Regions from separate parts of the Mus musculus genome. Here region 2 is linked to region 1. Evidence: chromatin contacts called from public HiChIP or PLAC-seq data. All regions are on one chromosome and are shown on one strand. Each heading gives the region's core, a stretch centred on a gene start, on an enhancer-like site or on the middle of the called end of the contact. The rest is flanking DNA. Distances are from core to core; before and after follow the strand shown.

Region 1 (2,702 bases), core at 31-2,530:
AAGTTTGCGTGTCCAATGGGCCTCTCTTTCCAGTGATGGCCGACTAGGCCATCTTTTGATACATATGCAGCTAGAGTCAAGAGCTCCGGGGTACTGGTTAGTTCATAATGTTGTTCCACCTATAGGGTTGCAGATCCCTTTAGCTCCTTGGCTACTTTCTCTAGCTCCTCCATTGGGAGCCCTGTGATCCATCCATTAGCTGAGAGTGTTTTCTTTTCTTTTCTTTTTTTTTTTTTTTTTTTTTTGGTTTTTCGAGACAGAGTTTCTCTGTGTAGCCCTGGCTGTCCTGGAACTCACTTTGTAAACCAGGCTGGACTCGAACTCAGAAATCCGCCTGCCTCTGCCTCCTGAGTGCTGGGATTAAAGGTGTGTGCCACCACGCCGGGCATGAGAGTGTTTTCTTAAGGATTCTCAGCAGTGCCCACCCTGGGTCATTGTAAATTCTTAGAAAACAGTTCGTTACCTGGCAAGTGTTATTCATGGTAGTGGTCTAGAGAGACAAGGACCCAAAAGCCTGTTCTCAAGGCACATACTGAGCCTGAGCAGGACACAAAGGCAGCAGAGAGCCAGGCTCTGATGGCCAGTGGGTAGGGCAGTGGCGAGCCATGGGGTAGTCACTATCCTGTCAACTCATACCCTCCATCTGTCGATGGCTCCTTCCTGCCCATCTCCTCCTCCTCCTTCTCCTCTTCCTCCTCCTAGCGCTCAGCTCATGTAAGAGCATGTGACACTGAGCCCTTAACACTGCAGTGCAGCTTCAGCTGTCTCAAGAGCCCAAATCTTGAGCGAGCTTGCTGCACTGCTATTGAGGTCCAGGACCCAGCTCCAACCGTCAGTCTGAAACAGATAGACTGTTGTCCGCTCTCTATGAATGATCCCCTGAACCCCATGTAAAGGGTCTGGTTGTGTCTGGCCTGAACCAGTCCCATGGTCAGATCTAGCTGCAAGGAAGATGAAGATGGAAATACCATGTCAGCTAAACAGCCTCACTGTGAAAGATTTGGAGAAGCAGGCATCCCTTCTCTCTCTCTTTTTTAAGGATTTGTTTCTATTATGTTAAATGTATATGCAAGTCTACATGCATAGCAGTGTTGGAGTTAAAGGAGCTGTGAGCCACCAGACTTTGTGCTGGCAGCCACACTCATGTCCTCTGCAGGACCAGGACATTCCCTTAGCCGCCTCTCTCTCCATTTACCACCAGCAGACTGTTAGAAGTGTGTCCCCTCTGGCTCTGGCGTTGTGGAGTTGGCTGGCTTCCTCTGGCACTGTGGGTAGACCAGCAGCTTCCTGTGCATTGACATTCTGTTTTTCTGGCTTAGCCCAGTCATTGTGTGGCACTACACTGTGCTCAGCAAGAGTGACATGCTTGTGGAGGTAACTGCCAACTCGAGAGGACATGCGAAGGGCCAATGGACCCAGGGGCCTGCTGCTCTGTTGTCCAAAAATCTGCAGGGTTCTTAGACCTTCTTGGGTATGTGTTTCTGATCTTGCCAATGGAGACAGTGTTACCCTTGCGAGCTCAAAGCAACTATTCACACACTAAAACCGTTGGCTCTCTCTAGCTCCAGGAGCAATAAAGTAACATTTCTCTCCCTGGTATTCACCCTGTGCCAACTACAGAAGAGCTAATGCACACCTGTGGCTGGAAAAGGGAACTCTGTGTGTGAGCACAGTTTCTCCCCTGTGAGAGTGAGATTTCCCCTAAGAATAAATAGGAACGGATTAATCTCTTATAGACGGTAAGACCTCAGTGGGTGCTAGCCAGATGCTCAGCAGGTAGAGGCGTCCCTGGGACCCATTGGGTGGAAGGAGAGGACAGTTCCTGCAAGTTGTCCTCTGAGTCACAGCGGGCAGTGGCCTGCCTGTGCCCACACACATGCACACAGATCGAGCCTTTTAAAGACTTGGTGGCTTTAAGATGTGCTTTTTTACTAATTCTAAAGAAAAATAATAATAAATCCCATAAACTATGACATTATTTTCTTTCGTATAAACACGTTTTTTGTGGTGTTGGGAGTTGAACTGTGTACATGTTTCACAGGTACGTTTCTTAGTGTTTGGTTTGGTTTTGTTTAGTGACATTTTCATGAAAACAGGAAATGTAAGGTGTCTGTTTTACCCTTTAAACTATGGAAATGAAGGTGAATCATTGCTAACTTTCAGGGTAGCTTGGTGTTCGTGGTTGGAAAAATGGATGGATTACTCATGGTCAGCGGCCGAAGACATAACGCCGATGACATTGTTGCTACTGGATTGGCTGTGGAGTCCATAAAGACCGTCTATCGAGGAAGGTGAGTGCTCTGAGATCCGTGTCACCACTCTGGGGTGATCTGAGCTGCGCTCTGTGGTTCTTCCAGGTGCTTGGGCTGGTCTAGCTTAGAGTGACAAAGCCCAGCTTTAAATACCCGTCCTGCAGCTGAGGCATGAAATGTGAGCAGTCTCAGAGTCTGTCAATGATTGTTGATTCTGAAGACTGAGGAGAATTCCAAGATAAAAAACATGACCTTCTTCAGAGATTGTGCTGTCCAGGCCAATATAGGTGGCTGCCACTCTGCGAGAGCAGACCTAAGAATCTTTCTCTCATTTCTAACTGAAGTGTTGTGTTTTCTATGTGGAGACTGACATGGCAGCTAAGTGCTGGAATTGTAGGTTCTGTAAACAAGGGCAGGCCTTCTCCTGTGCTTACTAATGCAAGGAAAGCG
Region 2 (2,797 bases), core at 278-2,777, 160 kb before region 1:
ATGGTAGGAATCCAGTTGTCCAATTTCAATAATATAACTCATATGATTTGGCACAGTTATATTTTAGATAATAAATATTAAATGTCAGATGCATACTCACTTGATAATTACTTAGCTCAGGAAGAGTGTCCTTTAGTTAACCCTGTAGCCGATTAAAGTTTCTTTCTTAGTGAAAGCAGCTAGTTTCGGTGAGCAGAATGGTCCTAATGGTAAATGCTGACAAGACCTTGGAAGTCTTGAGTCAGTGCCTTAGTGTTTGTCAGAGATTCATTAGTATGTGTTGTCCCACAGAGAGCAGAAAGCTCGATAAGATTCCCAGGAGCTGGAGTTAGGGTGTTTGTGGGCTGCCTGTGCTGCTGTGATTCAGGCTCAGTCTTCTGGAAGAAGAGGAATTGCTCTTAACCACACAACCCTGACACTCCTTTTCTCTTTGTTTCATTGCTTGAGACCGAGTCTCATGTAGCCCAGGCTGGCCTCATCCTCACTAACCATGAGCTTCTGATCACCTGCCCCACTGCCTGAGTGCCAGTGCTGGACCACCAGTCTTGATTGATTTGGTGCCAGCATGAGCTTTGGATATTCTGAGAGAGCATGCTGTCTGCATTGCTACATCCCAGCCTCTAAGTGGCTATTCTTTTTTTGTGGACTCAATCAGTAATATTACATTTGTTCAAGGCTGGCCTTGAACTCAGAAATCCACCTGTCTCTACCTCCCGAGTGCTGGGATTAAAGGCATGTGCCACCACGCCTGGCACATTTGCGATTTTTTTTATTTTTTTTTATTTTTTTTATTTTTTTTTTTTTTTGGTTTTTCAAGACAGGGTTTCTCTGCATAGCCCTGGCTGTCCTGGAACTCACTTTGTAGACCAGGCTGGCCTCGAACTCAGAAATCCACCTGCCTCTGCCTCCCGAGTGCTGGGATTAAAGGCGTGCGCCACCACGCCCGGCTTGCGATTTTTTTTTAAATGAGTTTAATTAGTTTAGTTTAAAAAAAAACATTAAATATACTTACACTTTTACTCAATTTTGTATGTATTTTATTTGGGGGCAAGGTGCACATCTTCCACGGTGTGTGTGGAAGTCAGAGGACAACCCCTCAATGGTTCAGAACTCTAACTGTTCTTCCAGGGATCTTGAGTTCAGTTCCCAGCAACCACGTGGTGGCTCACAACCATCTGTAATGGGATCCAATGTCCTCTACTGGTGTGTCTGAAGACAGTGTACAAATTTTTTTTTTTTAAAGTCACACTAACAGCATCCTACTAGCACAAAAGGAAACATGTAGATAGGGTCAGAGCAGTGTCCCTCAACCCCCACCCCCAAATGGCAGTGTGAATGTCCTAACAGGATGTAGGCAAAGTAAACCTAACTGTAAGAGGCAGGTTTGTTCTCCCAAGTCCTGCACTAAGGGAACCTAAGCACACAAGATTGTATACAGGAAGGAGGGCAATACCTGTTTTTCACTCCAGAAGGCTGGAGCAGACTATGTGCTTTCTTTTCTAGCCTGGTGACCTTTTTGCTATATGTGTGGCTAGGGGCTTTCCAGCACTAAAAACCCCTCCAGACTCCTAGTGAACTTGTTTTCTTGAGTCAATCTATAGAATGCGTCGTTACAGATGTCCTATGTCCTCTTCACAGAGAGTTCCTATGCAGTTGTGTCTGATCTGCAGTCGCCTTTGTGTCTTAGATCTAGGTTTTGTTGTGCGTGTGGGCTCAAGATAGTCATCACGAGAACAGTTTTTACCGGATTGTGCTGTGCTTAAGTAAGCATAAAATAAACCCCTGGGGTTAGACTCCAGAAGTTTAAAGTGACAATGGCTGCTGAGCTGTGTTGGGCCAAACTGCCTTCTTGCCTTCCACAACCCCATTACTGTTACCTGTAAAGTTTGCAGAGACCCCCACACCTAAAGGTGAGAGTCTGTTTACCAGGAACCTTCCTTAATCTGCCCCCAAAAATCAACTAACTTGCAAGGACACCTAGTTCCTGGTCAATCCACACAACAGCCAGATTCAGCAGTTAGGGGATGAGAACCTTGCCTCTGGGGGATAATCGGCAGCCTTCCTTACAACCTTTGGTTAGTTGCTCTCTGACTTGTCACAAGCTCAAGGACCTCCCATCACACAAGAGCCTGCCTGCTTTGTCCCTTTTAAGTTTCAACTGTTACCACCATCCTAGAAATTCCTCATATCCCTTGATTGCTGGCTGCCCTGCCTGAATCCTGGAACACTCCTTCCCAAGGCCCTACCCTCACAAATTCCTGTCTAGATCCACATGAAACAGAAAAATCCACAACTTTATACATTTCCCCTGTCATGTCCCCACTGTACTGGATTTATAGATGGAAGCTCTTCTCTCAGCTGCACTGTTCCCCACCACGAGGGCTCTGCCATGGTCTGCTTTGACCAGGTTATAGTTTTCCCCTTAACCACTAGGCTCTACTAACAATACAGCTTTGGGAAATGCTACAGCTGACAGGTCAGCCAACACTCCACCCTCCTTCCTCTATTCTCTTGGCTCCTCTTTTTACTAACTGGAATCCATGAAGAGCCCTAGTCCTATCAGACAATTTAGCAGCAAGCCGACCTTGACCAACTCCTTTAGGAAGCTGCCCAATCAGTTCTGGCTTTATAATAACTTTGGATACAAAGAGGGGCATGTTGCATGTTGCTTGCTGTTGATAACAAATGTAAGAGCCTTAAGGGAAAGTTTAAATTAGAAAAGCTTCAAAACCAAGGCTCAGTTATCTGCAAGCCTAGCTTGGTTTCAAGTGTAAAAGCCAGGCCTTTTCCTGGAGCT

Evidence for each region. HiChIP or PLAC-seq counts read pairs in DNA pulled down with a chosen protein or histone mark.
Region 2: a contact with region 1 is called in an H3K27ac HiChIP or PLAC-seq map of regulatory T cell precursor, with 8 times the contacts expected there. The contact joins two enhancer-like sites. A contact is called at or near these places in 1 of 39 promoter capture datasets (embryonic stem cells), 3 of 15 datasets of contacts at CTCF or cohesin (large pre-B cells, pro-B cells and stem cell-derived epiblast-like cells), 45 of 484 Hi-C or Micro-C datasets (the AML12 cell line, B cells, CD8 T cells and 22 more), 5 of 115 datasets of contacts at active chromatin or transcription factors (CD4 single positive thymocytes, T-cell acute lymphoblastic leukemia, embryonic stem cells and 2 more) and 4 of 9 other capture datasets (adipose tissue, embryonic stem cells, liver and 1 more).

Annotation. Positions count from the first base shown.
Region 1 is chr15:100,179,146-100,181,847 of GRCm38.p6, forward strand. It overlaps Dip2b (disco interacting protein 2 homolog B), which reads left to right. Exons shown (of 38, transcript NM_001159361.2): 21 at 2,164-2,291. Among named protein-coding and RNA genes, the nearest start is that of Atf1, 47 kb to the right of the region's middle. Within about 2 kb of position 1,281, at least 68 of the 459 cell types and tissues checked have an H3K27ac peak or open chromatin away from gene starts, as enhancers often do. A contact at or near this core is called in CD4 single positive thymocytes, CD8 T cells, Th1 cells and 1 more, where this site is marked.
Region 2 is chr15:100,017,159-100,019,955 of GRCm38.p6, forward strand. No RefSeq gene overlaps it. Among named protein-coding and RNA genes, the nearest start is that of Dip2b, 20 kb to the right of the region's middle. Within about 2 kb of position 1,528, at least 24 of the 459 cell types and tissues checked have an H3K27ac peak or open chromatin away from gene starts, as enhancers often do. A contact at or near this core is called in CD4 single positive thymocytes, CD8 T cells, Th1 cells and 1 more, where this site is marked.